2 separate regions of the Mus musculus genome follow, and region 1 is linked to region 2. A link is a contact called in public Hi-C data. All regions are on one chromosome and are shown on one strand. The core of a region is the stretch at or near the end of the contact, and the rest is flanking DNA. Distances in the headings are between cores, read along the strand shown.

What was found. A called contact is a pair of places that touch in the nucleus more often than the background predicts.
Region 1: a Hi-C map of cerebral cortex shows a contact between it and region 2, with 3 times the contacts expected there. The contact joins the promoter of Ajap1 here to the enhancer-like site in region 2. A contact is called at or near these places in 2 of 39 promoter capture datasets (hippocampal neurons and pre-B cells), 4 of 484 Hi-C or Micro-C datasets (cerebral cortex, embryonic stem cells and forebrain), 1 of 115 datasets of contacts at active chromatin or transcription factors (embryonic stem cells) and 1 of 9 other capture datasets (liver).

The regions. Positions count from the first base shown.
Region 1 is chr4:153,481,334-153,486,145 of GRCm38.p6, reverse strand. It overlaps Ajap1 (adherens junction associated protein 1), which reads left to right and starts at 3,316. Exons shown (of 6, transcript NM_001099299.1): 1 at 3,316-4,017. The coding sequence starts at 3,989.
Region 2 is chr4:153,436,808-153,441,662 of GRCm38.p6, reverse strand. All of the region lies in intron 1 of Ajap1 (adherens junction associated protein 1), which reads left to right. Among named protein-coding and RNA genes, the nearest start is that of Ajap1, 44 kb to the left of the region's middle. Within about 2 kb of position 2,437, at least 28 of the 459 cell types and tissues checked have an H3K27ac peak or open chromatin away from gene starts, as enhancers often do. A contact at or near this core is called in cerebral cortex and hippocampal neurons, where this site is marked.

The DNA.
Region 1 (4,812 bases), core at 2,067-4,566, 44 kb before region 2:
CAGCCTGTGGTGGTACTTGGCGGCTCCAGGCCAGGATGTCTGCCAGGCAGAGGAGGAGCTGCCAGAAGCTACAAGAAGACCTGCCCTTTGCACAGAGAGTCCCAGTAAGGGGTCCTGTCTGTGCATACAGAGGCTGTCAGGTGTATGCATGTGTGTGGGAGCATGCAAATGTATGTTTGCTCATCTGCATATGCCTCTGTGTGTGCAACTGTGGGCACATGTGTATGTATGTGCATCTGTGTGTCCTCAAGTGTTTGCTTTCATGTATGGACGTGTGTGTGTGTGTGTGTGTGTGTGTATGTCTCGGCGTATTAGGTGGAGTGGCACATACCCTCCTCGACTACTCCCAGCTAGCTCCGAAGGAGAGAAAAATAAATCAGATAGCTGCGTGATATCCTTGAGTTCTAGGGAACAGGTCACACACAGCGAGATGAAAGTTTTATTGTTTTTCCATCTGTAAAATAATGTTTTTTTTTTTTAATCAAGAGATAAAGAAAAACAAAGAAGTAACACAGAAGGGCTTGCCTTGGGGAGGCTTGGACATGAATTACCCTTGGGGAAGTAGAGTTGTGTGCTGAGGTCCCAGCTTCTCAGAGGTTCAACTTCTAACACGTCCTGATGGGGGCCAAGAGTCTCCTCCCCTGCCTAATGGAGAGGCCCTATGTATGTTACTGTTGTTTTATTTTCCTAGAGACTACTGTCTTTTCTTGTTCCCATCCTTGCATGCAGAAAATGTTACTATCCACTGTCTTCTTGGACAAGCCCCTTCCCGTCAGAATAGTATCCATCAGGCCAAGAAACACGAGCAAGAGAATTTGATCTTGGCTTAGTTAACTCTCACCGGAAGTTGAACATTTTTCTCGAGTCATAACTGTGGGTGGCGGGCTGATGGCTAGGTGGTACCTGTGACATCAAACAGAAGCCAGAGGCATTTTGTAGGCAAATGAAGTTGCAAAAGTCCCAGGGTGCATCTGGCTGTCAGTTATAACCAGGATATGTCAGTTACTTATCTAATGTATCAACAAGAACATACAGTTTTAAAAATTATTTTTATTTTATGTGCATTGGTGTTTGGCCTGTATGTGTCTGTGTGAGGGTGTCAGATCCCATGTGGATGCTGAGAATTGAACCCCGGTCATCTGGAAGAACAGGCAGTGCTCTGAACCTCTGAGCCAACTCACCAGCCCCCAAGAGCATACATTATTAAGTCATACATTGACTTCATTAATCTTTTTCTGGGCGTTTGCTGGGGATTGAACCTGGGGCCTTATCCAGGCTAAACACAGGCTCTTCCTCCAGCTGTATCCCAATCCTGTTAGAGTTATCTTTGAGAATACATTTCAGTAACATCTCAGACTGAACGGGATTTGCCACCTTCCCAAAGGGCAGTGGGTCTCCTAAGCCTGTGAAAAGGTCTGTAGAAGAAAGCAGGTCAGAACCCCCACCTCCAGTCACCTGGCTGCCCAGGCTAAGTCTCCCTAAGGACTCTACAGGCTGCTGGAAGGCCCTCTTTTTGCAGCACCCCAGCTTTTCCCGCTAGGTGGCAGCAGTGCAGGCATCTCCTTCCTGGTTGGCAACTGGGTCCAGCTTGCTCCGTCCGCTAGGACTTCCCTGCCTCCTTACTTTGTAAGATCATCTCCCTCCAACCCCCAGGACCAGGGCTCTGCGGGAAGAGGACCCAGAAGTGACCAGGCATTCAAAGCGCTGAGTCACCTGGGTGTCTCTCTGGACGACAGACTGGCACACAGCTAGTCGCAGCTGCACGTGCGCTGGGCCAACTCATTTAGTCCTAATTAAAACCTCCTGAGGGAAAGCACCGGAAACGGGTCTTGTAAGATGAGAAAGCCAAGAGTCGGAGAGGTTGCGTAATAGACATAGGACCCCAAGACAGTAGCACCCCATACCTAACTTCAGTCTCTTGCAACCATGCTACCTTGCTCCCAGATACTTTCTTTAGGGCCTGAGAGGGAAAACAGAACCATGTTGTCCTGTCCAGCCTGGGTGGGGAGAATCTCTGGCTGCCAAAAACCTTGGACTGGAGGCTCAGGGAAAAGGACCTGCCTGGGTGCACAGTGAATCCCAGGAAGACTGGCTCCTCCCCCCCCCCCAGCAACCCTCCCAGGGAGGCCTCACCCTCTCTCTCCTGAGGGGGGCAACTGCTGGGCTGAAGTCACTTGCTTGCAGCACCCTGGCAAGTCCCCAGTTGCCTCTCTTTACCTTCCCGGCTCTGACTCTAAAGTCCAAGCAGGAAGACCGCAGACTGAAGCTCATTTCTAAGGCCCCTGGCTTTGCATTTCTTCCCCACTATGTGTGGAGCTGAGAGCTGGCTTTTGTTCCTACAGTTCCTCAGGGACTAGGCAGCTAAGGCCTCCGTGGGATCCTCTGCCTTTATGTCACTCCTTTCAGTGAAAGGGGACCACAGAAAGCCTGTCTTTCACTAACCGGACATGCAGACACAACTAACCAGGTAGGCACCAGGGAGTGCTGGGTGGGAGAGTGGGCAAGATGTCTGGGAGTGCCAGGTTCAGAACTCCCTGGCTCTGCGAAGACAGCAGATGCCATAAAACCAAGAAGGAGGGGGAACTGCGCTGGAGACTGAATAACCGGGCAGAAGCATGCTCCAACCAAAGGCTGAAACTTCATCTGCCTGGAGAGAGGCCAGGCCCAGGCAGTGGGGAGACTCCCCAGGAGGACCCTCCCCAGCCTCTCGCATCGCCTGCGCCGTGCAGCTCCGCAGGAGGAAACTTTTCGCACAGCCTCAGCTCCCCAGTCCCATGAGAACCTCCTCTCCCCAAATCAGCCCTCTGCGTTCAATGGGCGTACTTAGAACAGGGTCCGAACCTCTTAACTGCTTCGCATGCCATCTGGTTACCGTGGCAACACCATCCGGCGGCGCCGGGCGGTCCAATCGGAGCCTGCGGCCTCTTTCGAGCCTTTCCCAAGGTGGAGACCCGGACGCGGCCAGGGATGGGGAAGGGGTGGGCCCGGTTCTTCTCTCTGGCGCCGCCCAGGCCACTCAGAGCCCAGGTCGCCAGTCCAGCTCCAGCGAGGTGGGCTGGCAAGCTAAGCCGACCGGCCGGGTTGGGGGCTCCGACTCCAGGTTGAGGGGCGGGGAAGGAGGGTGACGTGAGCCGGGCCCGGCGGGCGGAGTTGGGACCCGTTCGCGGAGGCGGGGGCAAGCGCTTCTGGAGGCAGACGCGCAGAGGGAGGCGGCCGAGCGGCGCGGGCGGCTCTGCGGAGGGCGCGGTGGGCGCGGGCGGCGGGGCCCGGGATCCCCGCGCGCCTCCTCCGCGCGGCGGCGCCGCCGCGCGTCCCCACGCCCCGCGCTCCACGCTTCTTCGCCCCGCGCCTCCCCTGCCCGCCTTCTGGCAGTCTCCGGGCCGCGGCTGTCTGCAGAGCGAGCGCTTAGACGGAGCTCTCCAGCAACTTGATCGGTGTCAGAACCTGGGACAGAGGCCCCTCGACCCGGCGGCGCGTGGAGGCGACCCGCGTGGGCCAGAGGGGCGATCTTCTCAACCCCCGGGCAACACCGATCACAGCCTCGCAGCTCCGGCTGCAGGCTAGATCCTCGCACGGCTTGCGGAGCCGCCCGCTTCGCTACTCGTCGCCCCGGAGGACGAAGCCCCGCTCCTCGGACCCTCGCGGCCGGCGACAGACCCGGAGTGCGCCCGCCTCGCTGCCGCCCGCGCCGTGTGGCCTGCGGTGGGGGCCCCGCGCCCCGAGAGCCGGCGGGAGGATGTGCGTCCCCGCGGGCCGGCCCGCCTGAGCCATGCGCCCCCTCGGCGGCGGCGCGCCGGCCGGCATGGAGCCCCGCGCGGCCGCGCTCTGACTCGCTGTGCGCCCCGCGGCCGGCGGGCGGCGGGCGGCGGGTGGCGGCGGCGGCCCGAAGCCGAAGAGCGGCGCCACGGGACCGGAGCGAGCGGGCGCGGGCGCCGCGCAGATGGCTGGGGCAAGCAAGGTCTGAGGCTGGGTTCCCTGAAACGTGACCATGTGGATCCAACAGCTTTTAGGACTCAGGTGAGCGACCCGGCTGGAGGCAGGGTGCATGGGGGGGTGGTGCGTGGGCGCTAGGCTGGGCTGCTGCTCACTGTTGCAAACCGAGGCACGGCTTCTCGCCTCCCCGAGGCGGCCCGCGTGGTGCACCCGAAGCCACGGAGCGCGGCCGCCTGCTGGTCCCTGAGGCCGGACAGAGAGAGGCAGGGAGCGGCCGTTCTCCTACGCTCCGCGAGTCGAGTGGGGTCGAGGTAGGGGCGCTTGCCCCAGTAACCTGGCAGCGGGGCTGGCCGGCGCGCCCGCTGCCCAGGGCGCCAGCAGCGCAGTGTCCTGGCCGGCGGCCCCGGCGCGGCTCCTCTCCGGAGCCCGGCGCGAGTTGCGGGCCATTGGGCGCGGTGGACTCGGGGGCCGGGGCTGACGCTGGATCTGCCAGGGAGAGCCACCGGCCCTCCCAGTTCTCGAGCAGCTTTGCCGTGGAGTTGGAGAAGCCCAGAACCCTACAGCCGCTCCGTCAGCCCTTCTCTCCGTTCCTAGGGCCCCTGGGCCCCTGAACTGAAGTGTAGTAGGAGCACAGCTGCCGACCCAGCTGCTTTGGGGTGACCTCCGGGCAGAAGGTCGCACGCAGCTGGCAGACAGCTGGGTCTGGAGAGCTTTTGGATTCTGGGGAAGCGACAACAGGCAACTGCCTCTAAGCACCTCTCACAGGCACACAGGGCTTGTCTGTGTCCGGGACCTTCCGGGCCAGTAGGAACTCAAGCCCAGTGCGGTTATGGGGCGGACCAGAAAGACCCTTCTCTGCAAACTTTGCCCACCTACCGA
Region 2 (4,855 bases), core at 1,188-3,687:
TGCCTCCCCTGCCTCTGCAGTGTCTCCCCTGCCTATGCACTGCCTCCCCTGCCTCTGCACTGTCTCCGCTGCCGCTGCACTGTCTCTCCTGCCTCTTCAGTGTCTCCCCTGCCTCTGCAGTGTCTCTCCTGCCTCTGCACTGTTTCCCCTGCCTCTGCACTGTCTCTCCTGCCTCTTCAGTGTCTCCCCTGCCTCTGCACTGCCTCTCCTGCCTCTGCAGTGTCTCCCCTGCCTATGCACTGCCTCCCCTGCCTCTGCACTGTCTCCGCTGCCACTGCACTGTCTCTCCTGCCTCTTCAGTGTCTCCCCTGCCTCTTCAGTGTCTCCCCTGCCTCTGCACTGTCTCCGCTGCCACTGCACTGTCTCCCCTGCCTCTTCAGTGTCTCCCCTGCCTCTGCAGTGTCTCCCCTGCCTCTTCAGTGTCTCCCCTGCCTCTGCACTGTCTCCCCTGCCTCTGCACTGTCTCCCCTGCCTCTTCAGTGTCTCCCCTGCCTCTGCAGTGTCTCCCCTGCCTCTTCAGTGCCTCCCCTGCCTCTGCACTGCCTCCTCGGCCTCTGCACTGTCTCCCCTGACTCTGCACTGTCTCCCCATGTTACTATAGGGTAGATGTAGCCTAGAAACCAGAAGAACACTTCAGGTGTCTAGCTGCTCTGGCCACCCACCGGGTTCATCCCTTCCCAACACTTCCCTGACTACATGTCTTTCCGTGCTGGCTGCAGCTGGTCTGGAGATCATGGCTTGCCATGGCCAGATTCCAGGACCTCCTTCTTACTTCCAGCCGGTGTAGTGAGGCCCTTCACAGGAACTCTGCCTTCACTGCCTCATCCCTAAGTGCTAGGAGAGGCCCATGGACTCACCCTGGCCTTCTGGCTTGAGGAATCGCATCCCTGTCAGCTCACAGCTACCTAACTTCCATGCCATCACAAGCCTTTGTCCTTGGGGCAGCCCCTCTCGGCTCACGGGTATGGTTCTTCCTGTCTCTGTACTGTTCTGGGAGTTTAGGGGCTGAAGACAATCACCTGCCTCTCCACTTGTGTCTTTGCCTGTTTTAACAAGTTCCTGGCTGTGTTGGTGGACTTTGCAAATAACAATGTAGCAGTTGCAAGACTCAAATCAGAAAACTCCTGAAACCGTGAGAGGCGGCCAATGGGTGCTGCGGAAGCTGATGATTAGTAATGAGCTGCCAAGCTGTTCCCTGAGCAGTGGCTTCAGGCATGGACTGCGAACTGGGAGGAATGTGCTGGTTCCAGTGCAGTAGGACCAAGGGTCTCCAAGTAGCCCAAGTCCCTCCCTCAGTACAGACTGCTTCTCAGCCTCCCAGGAAAGACAGACTGCCTTCCAGGACAGACCACAGACCACCTACTTCTCTGTGCAGCATCCTAAGATACATCCCTGTAGAGAGAGAACTAGCTACCATTTTTTGCCGATCCTTTCCCCTTCAAGATGAGAGTAACAACAGCACTTCCTCTTCTCGGTATAACCGAGTGAGGTGAGAGAGTCGCCGAGCCTGGCGCCTGCCATGTTGCTATTGCTCAGACTCTGTAGCAGCTATTTTAGGATCCTGCCGTCTTTTCTCTCCACGCACAGCCCTCAGCTGTTTGGCTTGCCGTGGTTACATACACATGGTGCTGTGGCTCTCATGCTTTGCACGATGGCCTAGAACCTTCCCTCAGTATCTTCCCAGCCAGATATCCCTGCCCAGGAGATGGTCTGCTGTGCTCAGAACTGGTCTGTGATCTGCTCGTGTGCCTGCCCATGCTTAGCTGGAGGAGCTATTTCCTGACCAGGCTCTGCTGCTCTCTCCCAATGCTATGCCTCCCCGGGTTGCATCTTTGAGAATAGATTTAAGCTGAGGACCTCGGTTGAGCACAGGAGCTTCCCGACACACCAATCCCACAAGAGGGTTTTTTTTTTTTAAAGGCCGGAAAATTCCCCATGGTAACATGCGAACGGGTCTTTGCTCCCTGGCCCTATGAGATTACTGAAGATGTGGTTGCCAGACTGAGACCGGATCCAGTGCTTTTGTGCCTGGCTCTGTCGAGTCTGTCCTTTATCTGTAGGGAGATGGAGAGGGCACAGGGCTTAGCCCTGGGGGTAAGTCAGCTCATTCTGGGAGGCCTGACTAGGACTGTTGTCCCCATCTGAAGAGGAAGGCTCAAGGCTTGTAGCAAGGTAGCCGGGTAGATGAGCAGCCGACAACACAGAGAGAGTGCAGCTGTGACAGGGGATGTGGGAACAGCAATTGAAATTAAGGACCCAGCGGAGCTGCAGGCACTTCAGAGAGCAGCGGTCCCCATGTCCCACCGTAGGATTTCTGCCAGGGGGGACGCTTTGCCGGGTCACAGCAGTCAGGGATCAGCCATAGGCACAGGAGACTCCCCACTGCTGAGACCGAGAACATTGCCACCCACTGTCCTGCCCACCCACAGCCTGTCACTTCGCTCCTCCAGAATGCTTGCGGGCACGTTTCCTGGGCAACCAGAACGCCAGCGTGTTGCTACCCTTCAGTCTCCTTCAAGCACCTGTGAAGGCTGTGCAGCTATGTCTCCCTGTTCCTGGAGTCATTGTTTGCTCCCGGGAGGCAACAGGGGCCTGGGCTTGATTGGTTCCAAGAAGGCAAGAAGTCACAGGACCCCAGAGCATCTACAAAGAGCTTAGCCAACAGCACTTGGTATCTCCCAGTGTGCCTTGCAAAGAGCTTCCTGAGTTTGCCCTGCTTTGTAGGTAGGGAAACTGAGGCACAGAACAATTATGTAAATTCTCCCATCTTCCTGCTACATCGAGGCATAGACCACCCTCTGACACTGCCTTCGCTCTTGCCAGGATGTTCTAGTGAGAGCAGTGCTTCACCTCGGTGGTCCCGTTTTACAAACTCACAACTTTGGTGCCCCCAAACTATCAGAGCCCAACTCCTGGCCATCTGTACAACCCCATTGTCCCATAGATCAAGTGCATCAAAAACCAGAAAAACAAAACAAAACAAAACAAAACTGGCACAGTTAAAAGTAGCCTTGGGAAGTCAGAGGCTGTACACAAGGTTAGGTGGGGTCTTACGCAGATTCTAAACCCAAACTAACAGATTGGTAATACATCATGGGGCAGCAGCTGTAGGGTGGTGATGAGGACGAGCCTGTGGTATGTTGTCGCACCAGAGGAAACTGCGGGGAGAGTTCCTGGAATAAGTTGTTCTCTTGCAACTTCTGTGTAAAACTGGAAGTATTCTGAGGTGAACAGGGTTCTTAGCAAGTTCACAGAGGTGGGGAGCAGCCAGGAAGTGGCTGGGTATGGAGTCGTGGTTCTGTCCAATGCCATTGTGAGTCCTAGGTAAGTCCTAGGTGAAGGGCTATCCTGATCAAGCACGAGAGAGGCGGATTTACACAAAACTGATCAGACAACACATCTTCCAGCACTTGTCTCTGTAACTCTCTCCCTGAGCTTGTTCCCAGCCTGTCTAGGCTTTACTGATCATGGAAGGTTGGATCTGGGTTGAAGGGAGGGAGACCCCAGATTCCACACTCCTTAGCTATCTTGTGTTGGTGGTGGGAAAACAGAGCCTCCAAGGGAGGAATCAACAAGTCTGGACTCTGGCTAACATCTACAGCAGACAGCACAGCAGGGTGAAGGGCCTGGGTAACACAGCAGCTGCAGCTCCTGAAGTAGGCTCTGAAGCAGAAGCAGAAAGGACAGGCCACCTCCATGCAACACCTGAAGTTTCTAAGGTAACCCTGGCCACACAATATCAGGGCTCCACTCTTCCAAGAGAGGAACCTGCTGTCTCCTGTTTCCGGGGGAGCACATGCTGCCACATCTGGGCCCCCAGGAGGGTGTGTCTGTGGGTGAGGAGATGTCTTTGTCTCCCTTAATTGACAGTGATTTTCTTCCGTGGAGAAACTGTATGGAAGGGAGTGAATTGAACCTCAATCCACTGAATCTTATTAAACCAGTCTTGGGGAAAAGTGATTTCAATAAAAATTTAAAAGGAAGAGAAGCGAGGAGCCGCAAAGTAGCAAATAGAGGCGGACGGGAGCCAATGGTGCACACAGCTTGCAGTTCTGCGTTTCCTCTGCACGGTGTCCTTGGAGATGAACAAAAGGTGAGGCTGTCTTGAGCGTCCTCCTCAGAGGGACGGGTGTAGATCTCTGCGTTCAAGCGAGGAGGGACCTTAACTCCTGGGGATTCCCGCTAAGCCCACTCCAGTCAGACTGAGTCTCCACAGCATTCATGAACCTTGCTTGTGACTCAGAAGGTTGGCAGGAGGCTCTCTGGTTTGCATCCAGGGTCCAGGATCGGAAGGTCGCAGAGAATCCCCACATTGGTTCCTATTACACACACACACACACACTCCTCCCTCTCTCTCTTACACTCTGTCTCTCTCTCTTTCCTTCCCTCCCTTCTGGGTCCAGTTCCCCTTTGTTGTTATTGAGATGTAATCTACATGCTATTAAACTCACTGCTTTTCGAGGGCATGGTCCTGTGGTTTTTGTATATTCATAAGGTATGTAGCCACCACTGCAGCAAATTCCAGAACATTCCATTACCCCTAAATGAACCACTCCAGGAGCTAATCACTCCCAAACAGTCCCTCTCCTGTGCTCCCCAGTAGCCACCAACCTCCCTGAAGTCTTTGGGGGATCCTTCATTTATGTGTGCCCCTACTCCTGACTCCTTTGCCTTGCCATGGGTTTCTAAGGCTCCTGGTATGTACTATGTGCCTGGATGTGTCCCGTGTGCCTGTCTGTTGGGGGATACTTGTGGGGTTTACATTCTTGGCTACTGAAGACACAGGAGCATACAGCTATGTACTTTAGGACGGTGATCGCCGCACCAGTGGTAGCTCCGGTTTTCTCAGGGATCA